Regions from separate parts of the Mus musculus genome. Here region 2 is linked to region 1. A link is a contact called in public promoter capture Hi-C data. All regions are on one chromosome and are shown on one strand. The core of a region is the stretch at or near the end of the contact, and the rest is flanking DNA. Distances in the headings are between cores, read along the strand shown.

What was found. Capture Hi-C pulls out chosen DNA fragments and counts their contacts.
Region 2: a contact with region 1 is called in a promoter capture Hi-C map of liver. The contact joins the promoter of Scamp5 here to the promoter of 1700017B05Rik in region 1. A contact is called at or near these places in 14 of 39 promoter capture datasets (the 3T3-L1 cell line, the C10 cell line, cranial neural crest and 8 more), 3 of 484 Hi-C or Micro-C datasets (bone marrow-derived macrophages, embryonic stem cells and neural progenitor cells), 20 of 115 datasets of contacts at active chromatin or transcription factors (the 230-238 cell line, the HPC-7 cell line, the SCID.adh cell line and 14 more) and 3 of 9 other capture datasets (adipose tissue, liver and pancreatic islet).

Annotation. Positions count from the first base shown.
Region 1 is chr9:57,260,397-57,265,992 of GRCm38.p6, reverse strand. It overlaps 1700017B05Rik (RIKEN cDNA 1700017B05 gene), which reads left to right and starts at 3,394. Exons shown (of 3, transcript NM_028820.2): 1 at 3,394-3,564.
Region 2 is chr9:57,464,736-57,470,331 of GRCm38.p6, reverse strand. It overlaps Scamp5 (secretory carrier membrane protein 5), which reads left to right and starts at 2,272. Exons shown (of 7, transcript NM_020270.3): 1 at 2,272-2,399.

The DNA.
Region 1 (5,596 bases), core at 2,145-4,644:
TCTCACGAGGGTTTGGAGTCCTGTAGTGATTCTAAGAGGGGAGATCCTACTCCCCCATTTGTTGGCAAGCAGCTCCGGGCTCACTGTGAACTCAGGAGTGAAGTCATCAGAGCAGTGACATGTCATAATTCCACCCCTTAGGCTGATGTGCAAACTCAAGTGAAGGTGTTGCTTAAGTCACACAATTCAGAAGGGCAAACCCAGTTCACTTGACTTTTAGGGGTAGAGGGAGAGAAGGGGGTCTTCCTTGAACCCCTGATCCTGCTACCTGAACCCCCCAAGTGCTGGGATTACAGCCATCTGTCACCATGTATGGTCATACCTGGTGAGTTTGCTTCTTTCGCAGATTCTTACTTTATCGGGTTGGAAGGCTTAAGTGAGACACTATTAAGTGTCTGGCATAGAACCTGCTCCGTACCGGAGCTCTTGGCTCCACCACCTACCCACGCTGACATCTTCCTCTCTTGGCAGGGGAAGGAGGAGGGATGAAGATGAGAGGGCCTCCCTGGAGGAGACCGTTTCTAGAGCTGGTACTCAGAAGATGGCGGGAAGCATTGCCTGTGTTTTTGGTGCTGCCTGGTAGGGTGGCTTCCATCACTACCTCTCCTCTGAGGAAGGAAAGGCATTTGTAAATAGCAGGCATGACCTCATTAGTGGGAGGGACACTATTAATAACTATAACATGACATGCTGCCGTTCAGGAAGCTGACCTTTTACCTCACCTTTCAACAGAGGAGTCTGTGTTGGGAGTTGGAGGGGAGTCGGGGGAGGTATGGGGGAAGGGCATGTGCCCGGTTCAAGCCTGTGTAGAGTCAGGATGGTGCAAAGTGGAGCCCTCTTACAACTTTTCTATTTTTGCATTGGTGTGTGTGTGTGTGTGTGTGTGCGTGTGTTTTAGAGAGACTGTCACACTGTAGCCCAGGCTGGCTTGGAATATGTGCATGTGCGTGTGCGTGTGCGTGTTTTAGAGAGACTGTCACACTGTAGCCCAGGCTGGCTTGGAATATGTGCGTGTGCGTGTGCGTGTGCGTGTGTGTGTGTGTGTTTTAGAGAGACTGTAACACTGTAGCCCAGGCTGGCTTGGAACTCACTGTGTAACCCAGACCTACCTTCTATTCAGTAAATCCCCACCTGAATCTTAGTCTTCTGAGTGTTCAGATTCCATGTGCCGGACCTCGACTTTTCTACCCATCCATCCCCATCCTGTGCCCACAGTTAAACTCTTCCCCTTTCTGCTCCCACTCAGTGATTGTTCACCTTCCAGACAAAACATCACTATCTCTCCAAGGCCACCGTGTTAAGAAAGACTCACGGGGCCTCTCCAAGTCACCTCGAAAGGCCTACCTTCACCTGCCTGAGCCCCTGCGCAGGACCCTCAAGGCAGAGAAGGAAAGGCCAGGGCCAGAGACTTCAGGAGAAGTTCACAGTTGCCTGGCACTCTGCAGTCTACTGCGGATACTGTAGTCTATAAGGCAGGAGGCTACCTGGTTCTCTTTTGTGCTGAGCAAGTTAAAGCCCTGGGAGTTGCAAAGTGGCTCTCAAGTCCTCTATCCTATGCCCTTTCTTTGGTGATCCAGGGTGTTTACATGATGTCAACAAGGAATAGACAAGCTGATTATAGGGACAGCTGTCTTTATGAAATGTTAATGAATTGAGACAAAATAATGGGGCTGTAGTCTTAGCTGGGCCCTAGGGTCTTGCAGGCTAATCATGACATAATGGGGTCCTCCTTGGGTCTACAGCCTGAGAGTTCTAGACCACAGGAGCCAAGGGCACTCACTGTCTTCCTCCCAAGTCACTCCTGACATCAGGAGTGGAAGAAGATGCTACGCACAAGGGAGAAGAGGGCAGAGTTAGTATGTGTGATAGTAGGAAACAATATCTCCTTGAGAGAAGGCTGAGCCTGTCAGATTTGGCATGACCCAGAGCTGGCAGGGCACAGATGCACCTTTCTAGTGTTAAAGCATGTTAGTAAGATACAAAACCCAGGCAACCTGGGCTTCTGTCCCAATTTGCAATGTGATTTGGAAAGCCCCAAACCTCAGAGTCTCTCCTCTATTTGTCTAGCCTCTATTTGTAAAAAAATCTTCCAGCTCTAATCCAAGAGACACCCTCCCCTTCTCCTTGAGTGACCTCACTTCCTCTTCCTAATCCTACCTGGAGCCCAGCCCCTCCGCCCCAGCCCCATCTTCTCCCATACCTGTGCCCTCAGCTCTGTTCTGACTCAGGCAGTCCTGATCTTTGGGTCAAGATGGGTGTTCTGAGTGGTTTTGCCCCAAAAACTAATTTTGATCTCTATGGTGTTCAACTATTCTTCACCATGCGACCCTGCCTTGGCCTTGGGCAGTCCTGGAACTGCAAGGATTAGATTCCTTCCAAGAAAGAGGTGCTAGCGCTGAGCTGGGCAAGGCCCCACAACCAGATGGGCTAGAGTCCAGGTGAACAGAGGCAGTGGGTTTCCCAGCCCCTTTCTGCAACACATCAGCTTGGCTAGGGATGCTTCATCCCATCAGCTTTCCAGGTTGCTCATGCTCAGACCGGTTCTGGTGCGACACATTTGCCAGAAAGGCTCAGATGCCCACCAAGGCCGCTTGGCAATATCTCCAGAGTCTCATTCCTGGCCCACTCCAGGTCACTAGGAGCTGATATATACTCGTCTGTACTTTACCTCATAAGTCCTTCTTAATTTCCTAATGCAACTTGTTTGTTGAGGAAGTTAGGGCTGCCTCGAGATATCCTTTAGCATTTTTATTGTCTTGCTAGGAACTGAGTGTGGTGGTCCAAGCTTTTGACTGCAGCACTCAGAAGGCTGAGGCTGGTGTGTCTCTGAGTTCACGGCCAGCCTGGTCTACATAGTAAGTTCCCAGACAGCCACAGCTATATAGTGTGACCTTCCCAAACAAAACAAAGCAAAAGCAAAACAAAAAAAAAAAAAGGACTGCTAGATAGCCCAGGCTCAGCTCAAACTCTCAGCAATTCCCCTGCCTCAGCCTCCCATACCCCAATTTATGTGCTACACATCTTTTCGAAGCCTGATGGCCCTATTTCTAAGAGGCAGAATATCACTTTTACAAATGAGGAAACTGAAGCTCATAGAGGTTAAGTGGCAGGTCCAAGGTCACATGGCTAGAAAGTAGCAAGGAATGAATGATCTAACGGAATGACTGAATGAGGGCTTACGATCGCCCTCGGGGCAGAGGTTTGAGGAAGGAGGCGAGCGAAGACTGTGCACAAAGCCAGAGGCCGGGTCGCGGGAAAGTTGGTTCCACTCAGGCCTTCGGCACGGGAGGACCCAGGGGAGCGCAGGCTCCCAGAGGCACAGCCGGGTTCTGCCCCCACTCAACGGCCCGCCCCGCCCCCGCCCCGCCCCCGCCCCGCCCCGCTCGGGACCACAAACGGCGCCCAGCGGCAGCACGAACGGTCGCGCGGAACGTCTCTCTGGGCTAGCTGCCTGCCGCGACTTCCCGCGCAAGGCCGGCGGGACAGGGACCCGCAGCCTAGGCGGCGCTGAAAGATGCCGCGGCTGCTCCGGGTGGCGGCCGCTAGAAGCCTGGTGCTCTGAAGGTAGGAGCTCGCCTACCCGGCAGGCGCGGAAACTTGGGCCGAGTTTGCGGGCGGCGCGTGGGCAAGGGGCGGGTGGCCCTGCCCCAGGGCGCCCCTACCGGCCAGCCCCAGGACGGAGCGCGGGGACCGGGGCCCAGGTGCTGAGGCTTCGGGCGGTCAGACTACGGGGCCCAGTCATACCGCTGCCCAGACTTTGCCAGGACTTGGATGCTCCCTGGGCCTGGTAGAGCTCCGGAGCCACAGCACTGCCTGGGCGTTAGGGCTGGCGAAGAGTCAGGCGGATCCCTCGGGCCTCTCGCGGGGCCAGGCTCACGCGGATTGCCGGGCGCCGATTCGGGGTGGCGGTGGGGGGTTGGGATTGGTGGCGGCGGGCGCTGAGGTGCCGCGGGGCCGTGGACGAACCCTGTTGGAACAGGACCGCCTGCGGTTTCCTAGCCACTGCTTGACTCACTCTCTGGCCACAGCCCAAGCTGGCGGGATCGTCCCGAAGGAGGTGGCTGCCCAGACTTTGAGGCCGCCCCCCCCCCAGCCCCCCAGCCTTCTGGACCTCAGTGCAGTCTGCGGGCATCGATCCGTGGGGTTCCCAGTGCGAATCTCCTGACTTTTTTACACGTTTACGTGAGCTAAGGAAGGGCACCGTTGGGCAGTGGGGGGCATGTGTGCAGATTCGGGCCATGCATGTACGTGTAGGAACAGCTTTGCATGCGTGGCCCACGGCAGTCTGTGTGTCAGCCTGCCGGGGTGCACGTGCGTTGCAGAGGCGCGGAGAGAGAGGCTTGGGGACACCCGGAAGCCTGGTGTGGCGGTGGGGCGCCAGTTCCCTACTGAAGCCGGCTGGCTGTGAGCCACTGGCACGAGGGTCACGGGCGGGGCCGGGAGAGGGAAATTAGGAGCGGAGCATCCGGGGAGACCCTTTCTCTCAAACTGAGAAGTGTGGGCTGCTCCACGTTGAGTGAGTGCTCAGAACCTCAGCACGCAAAGTTTTTAGAAGACTGGTATCTGTTAGAGCGGAGAGAATACTGATGCGGGCCTCAACTTGGCTGGGATCGCGCTCTTCATGAGGCCCCAAGGATGTGACGTGGAAATGGACCCACGGAGTTGTCTGTCTCCCTCGTGGAAAAGCAGGAGTGTAGGCGCTTGACCCTGCCCTGGGTTCTGGCTGAGGTTAGAACTCCTCTAAGAACTGGCAGAACTTGGACATCTTCACGGTAGGATCACCTGTTGGCCCTACCTTCCCCAAGCGCCTTAGGCTACTTTGGTATCCGGAAACAAGGCACCTTCTTTTTGGCTACTCTCTCAGTGGGGGTGGCCTCTACCGAGGGAGCTTTCCATCCTACTGGCCGGGCATTACGTCACCGCCTCACCTTTCAGAGTCTTGGGTTGGCTTTTTGGCGCCCTCACTCCTCCTACAAAGACTCCTGAGGGTCCCAGGGGTCTGGTTCTCAGGAAGTCTCCAGGGCCAAAGGGCACGGGTTGGGCTGAGCCCTGGAGAGACGGACTCTTGAGAGGGGTGGTTAGAGCAGGTCCCAAGGAGCATTGGTGGAGGTGAGACCAAAGCCAGCCCTTAATTAACCCAGACCTCCCCAAGGATAGAGTGGGCTTGGTACCTTCTGAGCCATGTGAGTCTTGTGGTGCAGAGTCGGGTAGATCTCTTTCAAGGCCATTTTGGTCTGCATAGTGGGTTCCAGATGGAGAAACAGGGAGACCCAATGAGAAAATAAAATAAAGCAAAACCAACCATATAAGTATGGAGCAGTGCAGGATGGGGCCTTCCCTAGACCATATTACCACCCTTTACATTTTCTTGTCACCTTGCTGGTCTAGCTGAGCCCCTATAGTCATGACCACTGTTCAGAAAGGAGGAGAAAGGTGGTCCCTGCTTGCTGGTGACAGAAGTGTGTGACACTTTACCTGTGACCTACTTATAGGAATATTGATCCCATTTACCCTTTTCTAAGCCACTGGGAGTTTTAGGGGGTAGGAGTGCTCACTGGGGGAGGGAGAGGAGGGCCATTGATAACCCCAACTGAGA
Region 2 (5,596 bases), core at 1,023-3,522, 210 kb before region 1:
AGGGATAGTCAGTAGTGATGTAATACAAAACATACTGATCGATTGTCGTGTGCTGTTAACCTTTATTGAGAAACTGGATGTAGGGGGATTTCCCTTAGCAATCTTGACCCAAGCATTCTTTTTTATTATTTTTTTATTATTTATTTATTTATTTGTAGTTTTTCAAGACAGGGTTTCTCTGTGTAGACCTGGCTGTCCTGGAACTCACTTTGTAGACCAGGCTGGCCTTGAACTCAGAAATCCGCCTGCCTCTGCCTCCCGAGTGCTGGGATTAAAGGCGTGCGCCACCACTGCCCGGTGACCCAAGCATTCTTATATAAAGTGTCCACCAAAGCCCTTTGTCTGGGGGGAGGCTGGCGCCTTGCTTCTGTGACTGGCAGAGAGTAGAGCAAAATAACCCAAGAGTAAAAACACTGTGCTCTTGTGCACAGCTGGAAGATACACTTTCCCCAGATGTTACCGTGGTGTAAATCTGCCTCCAGTGTGAACAGGAAGCCTGGACCTCTTTGACAAAGATACTGTCAGTGGGGGAAACTACAGCATGGCTGTCCCCTGACCCCACCCCAGGCCTCTGCTAGATGTTGTCAGCCCGATGTCCTGATGTTTACTCCACATCTGCTACTTGCTGTTTGTTCTTTTATTTTTGCTCGCTACCTGCCTAACATACTCAATCATTTGAACCTGGAAGTCCAGGGGCTGGAGAGATGGCTCTGTGGGTTGAGAGGACTGGCTACTCTTCCAGAGGAACCAGGGTCTTATGCCCATGACCCTAATGATGGCAGAACACAACCATCTCCAGTCCCTAGACGATTGTCCCATGTGCTCTTCCAACTTCCACAGGCACTGCAGGTTATATGGTGCACAGACACGTATGTAGGCAAAACACCCCGCACAAAATATAACAATGAAAAATTATATATAATTTTTATACATCAAAATAATCATAAAAAATAAAAAGAAATTGAAAATAAAAGAGAATCTGGTCTCTGTTTGAAGGCTGGGACTCTTCCTTCTGGCTGGTCTGGTAGCTTCTGCTGCTTCCTGTTCGGCCAGCTCAGCCTCCTTCTGGTCTCTTCTGCACTTGTTCTTGTCTGCTCTTCTCCTCTCCCTCCCTTCCCATGCCAGCTGTGGGAGTGAGGCCCCAGTGCCAGCAGGCTAGAGCCACACAATGGGCCCTTAGTCTGGGCAAAGAATCCCTGCAGTGTATCCCACCCACTGAAGCCCTCTTCCAGGCCCAGGGTGGTGTGGGTGAGGGATCGAAGCCATTGGTTGGCAGGGCAGGGGATGGCCTTGGCTGTGGAGGACCCACAGGGTTTTACTATGTAAACACCACTCACAATGGCAGCTTGTCTTCCTACCCCAGCCCCATGTCGCCAAGGAGTCTCGGAGCTACACTAATTCTGCACTTGTAAGCATTTACCTTGGTCCCTTCTCATTCTTGCTGTTAACATCTGTACATTATTATCTCTTTCCTTCTTCTTCTTTCTTGTCTTTTTTTTTTCAGAGCTATTCCTTATTCTTCTATTCCTTATTTCCCTTCCTTTTTGAGACAGTAGCTCATGTGTATCCTGGTAGTCCAGTACTTCCCCACTTGCTGTGTAGATAAACTGGCTTTGAACTTGCACTGACCCCATTGCCTGTGTCTTGGAAGGGCTAGGAATATTGATGTGAATCAACCCACACACCTGTGCTCTCTCTGTCTCTCTCTGTCTGTCTCTGAGATCTCACTATGTAGCTCCAACTGTCCTGGAACTTATGAAGATTAAGCTGCCTTTGAACTCACAGAGACAAGCACTCTGGATTTGGATCCCCGGAACTGGGGTTATGGTACTACCATATGGGTGCTAGGAATCAAACCCCAACCCTTTGTAAGAGCACAACAAGTACACTTAACCACTGAGCCATTTCTCCAGCCCCTCATCAAGCTGTCTCTTCCTCTTTCCCGGTACATCCCACAGGTCCCTGCGATTGGTATGGGGGTTATTCTTCCCACTTTGCAGATGTGGAAGTTAAGGCACTAGTTGCTGGCACTACTGTATGTTTCTCCTTTCTATGCACTCACTGTGCTCTTGTCCCCAAGGTGCCCACCTAGCACCTGGACGAGGAACGGCCGAATATTTAGCACCACGGACAGCTCCTGCAAGGTGCGGAGGCGCCGGTGCCTTGCTTCTCGCGAGCGCTCGTGGAATAGCCTTACGAGCAGTGTGGGAGTCTCGCGAGAGTGGTTGCAGCAGGCAGGGCGGCACGGGAGCGCGCGGGCCCGCCTCGGACGCGCGCGCACGCTCCCCGCCCCCAATCCGGGAGCCGCTCGCGGCCCGCTCCGCGCCTGATCGCCCGGTGCAGCGCAGCTCAGCGCGGCGCAGCGCGACTACCTTTCTGCAGCCGAGCGGTCGGGGCTGGTGAGTCCTGGGCCTGGAGACCCAAGGAGGGCACTGCGGGGAAGCTACGAGCTGGGTTGGAGAGGTGTCAGCGGCTCCAATTTTCTGCCTTCAAAGAGTCCCTCTTCATTTGAGGGGGTAGGTCGAGCTTCTGGAGAGGTGGGGAGTCGAGGTGACCTTTCCTGCTTGGGGTGGTAAGCGCTCTTTGTACACCCCTAAATCCTCCTCCCCATTCCTGTTTCCTCTTTCCTCTGTCCCCGCAGAGGGAGCCCGGGATTTGGGTGACGTCAGGCCCTTGGATGGAGCCTGGGCTTTGGGCCCTCCACCCCACAAACCCCGAGTTCCACCTGGCATTCCCTGGAAGCCGGCCTCCTCCTTTTGGGATGGCGCATGCGGCCGGGGATGGGAACGTCTGGAATCTAGTGACCGTGGTATCACAAAAGGCACCTGCAGGTGGACCCAAGTTGTACTCATCCCTGGAAGGCCGACCTTTGTACCGCGGGTCTGAGCAGCCTGGTTTTTGGAGGAGGGGGATGGGTGCACTGCCTAGGGCCCGGATACCACCAGGGCTTTGGGGAGTGGGATGGGGGTGCTGGATGTAGCGCATCCAGCATTAGCACCAGTCAGTCACGAGGAAGGAGGGGAGATGTGTAAGAACCAATCCCCGTCCTTGCCTTGAGGTTCTCCTGATCTGGAGTCTGGGGGAGTCAAGTAAGACTAGGACTGATAATTGGTTGTTAAAGGCCGACTTGAGGAGATCAGCAAAGGCCAGGGCTGGAGACAGAGACAAGAGGCAGCAGCTGTCAGGAGGAGACTTTCTGGAGGTGGGATTTGGAAGGAGGCAGAGGCGAGAGAGGGCATCTCAGTGTGGTAATGGACAAAGTTCAGAGGTGGGCATGAAGCACTGCTGCTCCACCCCAGCCTGTCTGTGGTGTGTGTGGGAGGGATGGTCTAGAGAAATGTGCAACCCGTGCGTTACCCATTATGTCTTCTCCATCAGGACTGTGAAAGAGGGAGATGATTCTGGCAGGGCCACGGTTGGCAGAGAGATTTTGCTTGGGGTTGCTAGTTTAGCGTCTGTGGGAACTTGGAGAGATAGGACCAGCTCTCCATTGCTGAGAGAGAACCGTGGCAGGGATGGGCCATCGAAAATGGAGTGTTAGTAGAGGGGATTAGGAGTCCTGGGACTTGTGGCCATTTCTATTTTTCTTTCCTTTATGTTTTTAAATTGTAATCTACATATACATATATATGGGTGTTTTGCCTGCTTGTATGTGCACCATTGTGTGCAGTGTCCTCCGACCCAGCGTTGGAGCCCATGGAGTTACAAATGGTTGTAAGTTGCCATGTGGGTACTGGGGAAAGTTTGGTCTTCTGGAAGTGCAGTCAGGGCTCTTAATCACTGAGCCATCTCTCCAGTGTGGTTGTCTCTTTAGCCCCCTCTTTGGCTGGTCACTGCTGAACAAGTTGATACCCCTCTCTGGGTATCTTTCTGCTAACACTTTCTCTAGGGACAAAATAAGTGGACTAAGTAGTGACCTCCCTTGAGGAAGTGTCTTGTTCTGTTTAAGAGAACCCTCTGAGTTCTCCCTTTTCCCTCTTCCTCTCTGCCTGTCAGGCCTCCTCTCCACGATACACTTCCTGCCTTGCTGTCAGTTTGGGGTCTGAAGCGTTCCTGAAGGAAGTGATACAGCTGGCTCAACAGAAGTGCTGGCCTTTGCCTCTTTAGGGGAAGGCACCCGTCTTCCTGGGGAGGATATCCAAGCTTTAAGTCTTAAACATGGGGTGGGTATGCTCAGTGTGGGGCTCAGTCTGCCTGATCTGAAATCTTCTCTCCACCATGGACCTGATTTTTCCTACTGCAGGGCCTGTCCCCTGACTTCATACTAAGAAACAGAACAAGTTAACATCTGGGTTCAGCCTCCAGATTGTGTGGTGTCCAGTAGGAAGGCACATGCTTGTAATCCTAGCAGTTAGAAGGCTGAGGCAGGAGGATTACTGGGCATTTAAGATCAGCCTGGGCTACTGAGCAAAGCTCTGTATTAAAACAGCTTCCATCTGTGAGGGATGGAAGACGAGACTGGATGGGTGAGATAAGCACCAGTGACTGCTTTAGAATTTATGTGGTAGGATGCAGAACAGTGATGTTTGGGAAGGGTCCCAGAGGAGGTGTGGGAAGTGATAGGGTTAAGGAAGGTGATAGGCTGCTGGTTTGGGGTCACTGGGGGTGACTAGACATGGTATTCTCTAAAATGTTGTTATGTATAGAAATTTCAGCCTGTGGTAAAGAAAGAGGGTAGCGGGGAGGAGGGATTTGTATATGATTGGCATAAAGCTTCAAAATGCCAGGTGCAGGATCTGTGCCTGCAGGAGGGCACCACAGCGTTAGCAGCAGCACGATGATAGCACGCCCAGGAGAGTGCTGGTTTTTGAGGGTGATTCATAGCGTTGGGCTTCAGGACTGCAGATGGGATTGAGATCAGGAGAAGAGGGTCAGAGGTCAAGCAGGAAGTAGAAACGTCTGTCTTAGCCAGTAGGCAAACAGAAGAATGATCACTTCTGTGCCAGAGATGAGGGGCTCTTGTTGGCAAGCTGAGAACACTTGGAACTAGTGTCAGGCCCCTGGCCGGACCTGGGCCAGGCTTGCCCTCCTTTCATTGACCACCGACTTTCATTTTCACGATTGCAGGACCAGTCACACTAAGGAATTGATTGAGTTACAGTCTAGGTTTCGTAAACAACCTTCACTCAGGTTCTGTTGGATCAGGTGTGATGGTGAGTGCCCATACTCAGCAGCTGGGAGGCTAAGGTGGGATTGCTGAGATTTCAAGGCCAGTTTGGGCTAAATAGTGAGTTTCAGGCCACCCAGGGATACCTAGCAAGAGCCTGTGTCAAAACAAACTAAAACCTAACCTACCCAAAATTTCAGTTATGTATGGTATCTTTTTTTTTTTTTTTTTTTTTTTTTGGTTTTTCGAGACAGGGTTTTTCTGTGTAGCCCTGGCTGTCCTGGAACTCACTCTGTAGACCAGGCTGGCCTCGAACTCAGAAATCCGCCTGCCTCTGCCTCCCGAGTGCTGGGATTAAAGGCGTGTGCCACCACGCCCGGCTAACATGGTATCTTATGTGATAATAAGATGCTTTATTAAGCCTACATTTTTCAGAAGTGGTGTAACCTGCTCCCCCCACCCCCTAATTACAAAAGATTCTCACCTGAA